Linked DNA regions of Arachis hypogaea: region 2 is linked to region 1. Evidence: chromatin contacts called from public Hi-C data. All regions are on one chromosome and are shown on one strand. Each heading gives the region's core, a stretch centred on a gene start, on an enhancer-like site or on the middle of the called end of the contact. The rest is flanking DNA. Distances are from core to core; before and after follow the strand shown.

Region 1 (4,342 bases), core at 607-3,106:
AAGCAATCATAGGAGGTTCTGGTTGGTCAGCAATCCCTTGCTCCATCAAAGGAAATCAGGACTAACGAGGACGCGGAAAAGCATCTTTCTATATAATTGCCATCTCCGGTCTCACCTGCGGTGCTAATGACAATGCTAGAGATGACATTAGGATAACTCTTAATTTATTTTACATTGAGTGTTGATTTCGTGATTTTATTCTTCTTTCACTCCATTTTATTGTGTTGAGCTCGTTTGTTGAAAAAAAAAATACCGATGTGATGCAAACAAACAAAAGTGACTAATATTAAAGCCTTTTAAATTTTACTACATCATAACTGAAAATTAAATATTTTTTAAGGACAAAAGATTATTTAAGCCTTTGCTTTCTTTAGTTTTTAAACTTTTACTATTTTAATGACTATTGTTGGTTAAAAATATTTTTTTTTATGAAAATCATTTTTAGGTGGTTGGATGTTGGACGTTCTTCAATGTTTACTATTAAATAAAGTAATTTTTTATGGGCCTCAAATTAAACTGGGTGGACCCAGGTTTATGGTGCATTAAACGGCTTTTAAAGATTTTGAATTAAGTTGGGCTTCCACCTCATTTTGATAAAAGAACATAAATTTCGAATTAGGTGATTTGGGAATGTTAATGGGGATATCTAAAACTGAAATAGAGATACTGACAAAAAAAAAAAAAAAAGATGAAACAGAGATGGGGCAAAAATATCTGTGTTTTGGTGGGGACGAGGATAAAATTTTGCTGTTAGAAATTTTAGAATGAAAATGAGGCGAGAAGAATATATGTTCAAAATACCATAAAAAATATTTTAGTAAAATATTATTAAAAACAAATTTGTTACATTTTTAATATATAAAATATATCAAAAACTAAAAAAATTATTATATTTTTTTAAATGTATTTTTGGAATATAAAAAACTCATTTTTTATTATTATTGTCTTTTTTCCCTTATAATTAGTATATTTCTATACTTATTTTCTCTTTAATTAGTAATAAAACATTAAATAATATTATCTAATATTTTAAAAACACAAACTTATTTAATTTGAAAAAGAAGTTTAAAAAAAATAACAGTATTCAAGTACTTAAAATTTTATAAATACCTAAAAATAAAAATCAAAGAAAAAAAACTACTCTGAGTCTTTAACCAGATTCCCCTCCTCCTTAACGAAAACGAAGTCCCCTCCCATTTTGATATTCTCTAGAAATCTCGCTTTATTTCTAAGAACTTCTGATATTTTTGCACGTCATTAGAGTAAGATAACAATAATGATCCTTTCGCTCTTAATTAAATAAATGCTTATTTTTTTATTTTTCACTCAAATTAAAAAATAAAATAAAATATATTAGAGTTATAAAAATTAAAAATTATTTTATAATTTTTAATAGTACTAATAAAATTAATAATGATAGAACAAAAAATAATCATACTAACTATATATTAAAATTAGTCATTATTATAAAATATATATTAAAAATAAATTAATCAATATATATTTATATATAAATACATAATAATAATTTTAATTTATGAATAATATTTTTAAATAAATAATTACTTTATTTAATTCTATAAATTTATATATCTAATATATATAATTATATATTTATTATATCTAGAATTATTCATTTATTTTCACAATAATAAAAAAATAAATACATTAAAAAAAAGTTGTTATAATTCCGGACTCCCAAACATTTTTCAATAAGATAATAATTCTGTAGTTACCATACTAATTAGGTGATTGTTAAGATATTTAAAAAATAATATTTAATTTATTAAAAAATAAAAATATTAATATTTAATATAAGCATATAAAAATAATTAATTTTAAATATTAAAAATTTATCACAAAAAATAAACAAAATAAAAATTAGACACAACAAAATTCACCAACTAATTAAATGCTCTGACAAAACTTCTTGAACCAACTACGAAGCCAGCGGCAAAGGAGCAAAGCAGAAAAGCAGAACATAAAAAGAGTGGCATCTGCATTGCACACTGTAATAATAACGAAACATGGCTGCTTCTTCCCCAATTACTGTGCTTGTTACTGGAGCTGGCGGTCGCACAGGTTCTCTCTCTCGTCCCTTCCCTTTCTTTGATCAATGTCAATTTGATTGGAGTTGATAAAATTCATGCTGGGTTTGGAGTTGAAACTCTAGAATGTGGTAGAGCTACATGAAAAGTGTGTTATTTGTTTTTGATAGTGTCCATTAGAACCATGGAGTTGAAGGCTTAATGTTTAACTATTATATTGTATTGGACCAAAATAATTGTTATATTGTAACACGATTGAATCGCCATATGTTTAATTTTTCAGGCCAAATTGTGTATAGGAAATTAAAAGAAAAACCAAACCAATTTGTTGCCAGAGGTTTGGTTAGAACTGAAGAAAGCAAACAGAAAATTGGTGGTGCTGATGACGTTTTTGTAGGGGATATAAGAGATGCTGCAAGTATTGTTCCTGCAATTCAAGGTATAGATTCTCTTATAATCCTCACAAGCGCCGTGCCACTCATGAAGCCCGGGTTTGATCCAACCAAAGGTCAAAGGCCTGAGTTCTATTTCGATGATGGCGCATATCCTGAACAGGTGCCCACACTTTCTATTGGAGTAGAGACATCAAAATAGTCCGAGACTTTTGGAAATGACCAATTTGGCCTCTGAATTTACAAGTCCTGAATCTCCTTTGTCCCTAATTCAATTGCTGTTAACACCATTCTCACATGGAGCCTTAAAGTGTTAGGTGCCATCCCAACAAAAGGTGACATGGCTAAGACTTCAATGTGATTAAATAGGTGTTCCAAATTACGTAATTGACTCGTTTTAGTCTCTCCACAATTAACAAAATGAGTCCAATTAACTAGTTTAGGACATGTAATACTGGGATGCCAAGCTGACATTTTAATGCTCCATATCAGCAATGTGTTAATATGACAATTGAATTAGGGACGAAAGAGATTCACAATTTGTAAATTTTGGGACCGATTTGGTAATTTTAGAAGTCACTACTATTTTGATGAGTGCCGGAAATTTCAGAGGCCAAATTAGGAATTAACTTCTTCCTTTTGCGTGTGTGGTTAAATACATTGTTTAGGTTGATCTCATTCTTGCTAACATTGTGGTGTACTCTTTCATGTATTAGGTTGATTGGATTGGGCAGAAAAATCAAATAGATGCTGGTGACATTTCATACCCTTCTTTCTATTAGTCATAAATCATAGTTCTAAATTTCGATTGCGTTCTTGATTATGGTGTTAACTTTGTGTTATCTTTTTGCAACAGCTAAGGAGGCAGGAGTGAAGCATATTGTGTTGGTGGGATCTATGGGCGGTACGAACCCTAACCATCCTTTGAACAGCTTGGGCAATGGGAATATATTGGTTAGTCATATTTTCACTACTCATCTTAGAGTTCTTCATTTTGAAGCAGAATGCAAGTTTGGTTAAAGTTAGAGCATTTTTGTTCTTTGATTTCCCCCCTTCGATTTAAAGAATAGAGATTTTGATGTTGATCACAGGTATGGAAAAGAAAGGCCGAACAATATTTGGCTGATTCCGGTGTTCCATACACAATCATAAGGTATACCCAATTTCTTGTTAAAAGAACTTCTCTAACACAGATTTTCATGAAAAAGAAAGCAAATATTGATATGGGATTATGAGTAATGTTAGGGAATCATGTCTAGTATGAAGTCCACTAAAGATGAAGTCAACATTATAGTAGGTTGCCAAAACAAGTCTAGTATGAAGTCCACCAAAGACGAGCTTTAGTTGAGTTTGGATTTAGAGATGTTTTTCCTAGTTGAGTTTGGATGTTCTTGTTTTTAAGAGTTTCAAATATTTTTTTCTTTATTTTAAATGTCGGTTGCAGTTGGCTCCCAAGACTTTCTCTATTGATATTTCTAGTTGTTTAAACAATTATTATAACCTTCTAATGTTGTGTGAATTTTTATATTTTTTGTGTGCTGCTATGTTTTCAATATTAAAGCATTTTGTGTTTTATACAGCAACAATTCATAGAAGTGTGCCATTTCTAAAAATAATCAAATATGATTTTATAGATAGTACACTATATTTTCCCAGCTTCTTGTTCTCTACATACTATTTTTAGTAAATGAGTGAGGATTAAATGGCACCTGTATCAATTTAAGCAAAATTATGCAGCCCATATCTCTTTTTATGTACATATTTTGAGCATGCTTGTCTTGAAATATCAGCATACTTGATGCCAATGCATATGCAGTGGCTATCTTATGAGTTTGATGTGAGATTGTGCTTCCTTTCTTAATTTCTTAACACCCTATTCTTAACTGTGCTGAGTCAGGGCTG
Region 2 (4,342 bases), core at 726-3,225, 140 kb before region 1:
AATAAAAGAAAAATTAGTAATTTTACATTATTAAATGTTATCTCACATTATTAAAAATATTAATAATGATTAATTGATGGCTATAAATTACAAAACTTGCTGCCCCTATCACTTCTCTAAAAAAATTATTTATATATTCATTTATGTTTTAATAATTCCAAATAAACCTGACAGACTAATAAGATTAATTAATAAGTCTAAATCTGACGTAGTAATATATTAAAACTTTTATAATAATCTGAGTCTAGGCTTTTTTTGTAAGTTATAACAGACCATATCAAGTTAGGTTAAATACACACTAAGTTGTAGGCCTCTAACTGCTTAGTCTATTTCTATCCTTGTTTGGAGACTAAGCCCACTTTATTTATTTTGTTTGTACTTAGATACTAGTCATTAATGAAGAATATATTACTAGTAGGTAGGAATGGATGTGGGTCAGATATTCGATGAGAGTTCATGGTTCGACTTGATTCGTTTTATTAAATAGGTTAGATTTGGATTTTTTCTAAAATTTATTAGTTAAAAAGGATAGGTTTTATGCTTTAGAAAAAAGCTTATAAAATTCGTTGAGTCACTCATCAAAATATTATTTTATAAAAAAATAAATTATTTTTAGTTTAGACTTTCAACCATAGATATCAAAACCGAATCGATAATTAATTCGATCAGAGCACTAGGTCACTAGGTTATTAGTTCAACCGTTGGATCAGTGTTTCGACTTGATTATTAAGTTGGTCTGATGTTTGGACGGTTCAAAAAGTGGTTTGGTTTGATCAACTGACTGGATTTTTGGTTGAACCGGTCAGATCGAACCGAATCTGATAATTATACTTTTAACTATTTACTTATATTAAATACGAAATAAAAGTTTATAGTTTGTAAATATGCTTATAATATGTGACTAATAACTATTGATATATAAATGATCATGTTTTACAAATTATAAATTTTAGAATGTATTTAATGTCAATTTAAAATTTTTAAATTTATTATTTTGAATTATAATTCATGAAATATATCACTATTTACGCGGTCAATATAAAAACTAAGGTAGTTATTTTTTATTAATATAGCATTATATAATTAGATAACGTGTAAAATTATTTTATATTAACAATGCAGAGACAAATCTACTTATAAGAGGGTGGAGGCAAGTGCTCCCACAAAAAATTATAATTCCTTTACTTATATATGAATATATAATAGATGCCACTATTAGTTTAATTATTTGTCCCTGTTATTAAAATAATTTTAAATTACTTTTATTTTAAATTTTAAAATGTATTTCTATAGGTAAGTTTTAGTGATTTATTTGTTGTTTAACTATTTAATTTTAACTAAAAAAAATACAATGATCAATCTTTTTTGTATCTTAAAAAAATATAATAATCTTATTATTCTATTTATTTATTTTTCTAAAAAAATGACTTTTTTAATTAAAGATAATAAAAAAATAGAAATTAAATATATTATTTTTAAATTCAAATAAAATAAAAAAATTTAATCGCCGAAAAAATTATTATTATCACAACAAAAAATAAATATTTTTAATATTATACTAAAGAAAATAAATTTAATATTACGATTGTTGGTGTTGTATAAATATTATAACAAGGATTGTGTCCTTAACCTTGCTACATTTCTCTCCACTTAACCAAACTTATCTTTTGTCATAACACATGCTAATAATTATATATATGGCATGAATGCATTGTTTATAAATTACACTTTATATATAATTTAATTATCATAGACTCAGTAATACTATTGTATTATAATTTTATAATATTGTATTATATATTATATTATATTAAACTATAAAATTATTATTTATTTTTATTATTTAAATATTTATTTTATTATAATTTTGTATATTTAACTTTTTATTTAATTATTATTAGGTCAAATAATTTAACCAATAATTTATCACTCAAATTGAAAATATAAAATTGTAAAAACAGAAACAAAAACCTTATTTAAGAAAAAAAAAATAATCTCTCTGGGTTAGACATTGATTGATAATGATGATTTTAGGAATGAGCAGTTCCATAGTTGCATCCCATCGCACACAGAAAAAGAAAGAGTGAAATTAAAGGCAACGGCACCGTCTAGACTCATAACTTCGGACACAGGTCATCATCAGTCATCTATCATTATTCATCTCTCTCTCTCTTTTTCTCGCGGAGACGCCGTCGTTTTGCACTAAACGCCGGTGCCTCCGCCCCCTTCCTATGGCCGAGAAATCCAAGCACCTGCGTCGTTTCCGCTGGTCGCTGCCGGTGAGCCTCGTCATTTTGTCCATCGCCTACATCTATGCCTCCACCGTCTTCGTCTTCGTAGACCGGTGGTTCGGTCTCCTCTCCTCTCCCGGCCTCATAAACAGCGCCGTTTTCACCGCTCTTGCCGCCATGTGCGTCCTCACCTACCGCCGCGCCATCTCCACCGATCCCGGCCACGTCCCCGCCACCTACATGCCCGACGTTGAAGATTCCGAATCACCAATCCACGAGATCAAGCGCAAGGTTTTCCCAAACTTTCTCATTTACTCACTTTGCATATCTTGATTCCGTTGCGAGATTGAACTTTTATGATAGACCTACTTTAGATACTTATTGTTGAAATATTGTAGATTTTAATGTTATGCATATTCTGTGCGGCATTTTGGGAGGGTTGAGGTTTCTTGTTAAAAAGAGAACATAAATATTGGAAATTGAATATTAAGCTGAAATTGATATTGGGTTTGGTTTGGGTTTGAGTTTGTGGGTATTGCGAGTTCGTGATATGTGAGAGTGGCGGTAGTAGAAAGTTTAGTGAGCTTTCAGTTTCAATATGAAGCATGCGTCCGTGGCTGATTGGGAAGTAGTGATGTTTGTGAGGCTTAGGGTTCTAGAACAGACGTTATGTGGTTAAAATGTGTTGTCTTTTCTGGTAGAATGCTTTCGTCTTAACTGGAGTGAGTTACTTAGATGATGTTGTGGAAATGCTGCTTTGGTTGTTTTGGTGTGATGGTTTCTGTTCTATGGCCATGGTGCATTTACAGCAAAGGATTATCTAGTCAAGGTTTTGCTGTTTGGTGCAATGATGCAAGCTCTTGTATATTGGTTTTATTTTATTATTTGGTTGCTAGGGCACAAAAGTGCAAGCTTTTACAAGTTGGTGTTGTGTTGTCATGATGTGAGATAATTTTTTCCATTTGAAAAGGTTAATAATTGTGTTGTGTTCTTGGCTGGAATGAATGATCTTCCATATCTGATATGACTGTTAAGGTGTAATGGAAATGATTTTGAGGTTGTTGGTTTTGGCTAGCAATTAAAATTTGTTGTTATTCTCCATTAAATGATTTCATTTATCTTCTTTTTTAGCCAAAGCATTTTGTTGTTTCATTTCAGAGTTTAATACTCTAGAAGTTAGAGAATATAGATTCTTTGGTGGAATGTAATGTTTGGAAAGTGGAAACCAATTTTAATTTGTCAATCAGAAATAAAGAATTTAAGGATTTATACAGCTTGAAATGATCTTTTGAGCAATTTGATTGGAGAGATTATTGTTCAATGCTTCAACACAATACAGTGAAATTGAAAACGCTTCCAATGCATTGTTTCTGATAGTATTCGTGGTCTGAGGCTTGAATTAGTGAGTATTAGAGATTGAATGAACATAGGGTAGTGCTGAGAGAAAACCAGAATTGGAGAACAGAGAGAGAAGAGTAGAAAAACGTGTATTGCAAGTAATGAGTGTGTTGATACCAAAGAGGAGTGATGTCCAGTTTATATAGGACACTCATGTTACACATTATATCTCATACACCTGCCCACAGTAGTATAGCAGCTGGGCACTAACATAACAGACTCAACTTTCCACTAATAGCACTAACAGATTTTATACTACTCTAACTACCATTACCTTTGATAGTTTCTATGTTTACATTAGATGTGATGACATGGATAAGAGTGGGTTTAGTCTGTTGCTGATTGTTCCTAAATTTCTTTCTATTTGAATCTGATGGAATAGAAGACGAAAAAAAAAAAATTGAAAAACACTTCCCCAGCCCCAAAAAAGAAAAAAGTAAATGAAAGTAAAAAAAAAAAGGAACATTGCCAAAACATAAACCACTTTAGTGCAGTGCTTGAAGGTGAACATTGAGGCATGCTATCAGTCAGAAATTAATCTATAGTCAAACTTTTGATTTAACTCCTGAAAACTAACGAGTTCCTAACACTAGGACAAGGAATTGTGATAACTCACGTCTTGCAACTATGCTTTGCTAATTAAAAAGCTATCTCATCTATCCAATCTCATAACCATGGCTATAAGTTTGATTGGTTTAGCCCAGCCTTGTTTC

Evidence for each region. Hi-C and Micro-C count contacts between places; a contact is called where the count stands out from the background.
Region 2: a contact with region 1 is called in a Hi-C map of an unstated tissue, with 5 times the contacts expected there. The contact joins the promoter of LOC112748036 here to the promoter of LOC112748018 in region 1. A contact is called at or near these places in 3 of 8 Hi-C or Micro-C datasets (leaf and an unstated tissue).

What each region holds. Positions count from the first base shown.
Region 1 is chr2:73,249,887-73,254,228 of arahy.Tifrunner.gnm2.J5K5, reverse strand. LOC112748018 reads left to right here and starts at 1,856. Exons shown (of 7, transcript XM_025796227.3): 1 at 1,856-2,082; 2 at 2,332-2,603; 3 at 3,157-3,193; 4 at 3,297-3,394; 5 at 3,532-3,593; 6 at 4,338-4,342. The coding sequence starts at 2,028.
Region 2 is chr2:73,388,422-73,392,763 of arahy.Tifrunner.gnm2.J5K5, reverse strand. It overlaps LOC112748036 (probable protein S-acyltransferase 16), which reads left to right and starts at 1,975. Exons shown (of 7, transcript XM_025796246.3): 1 at 1,975-2,522. The coding sequence starts at 2,232.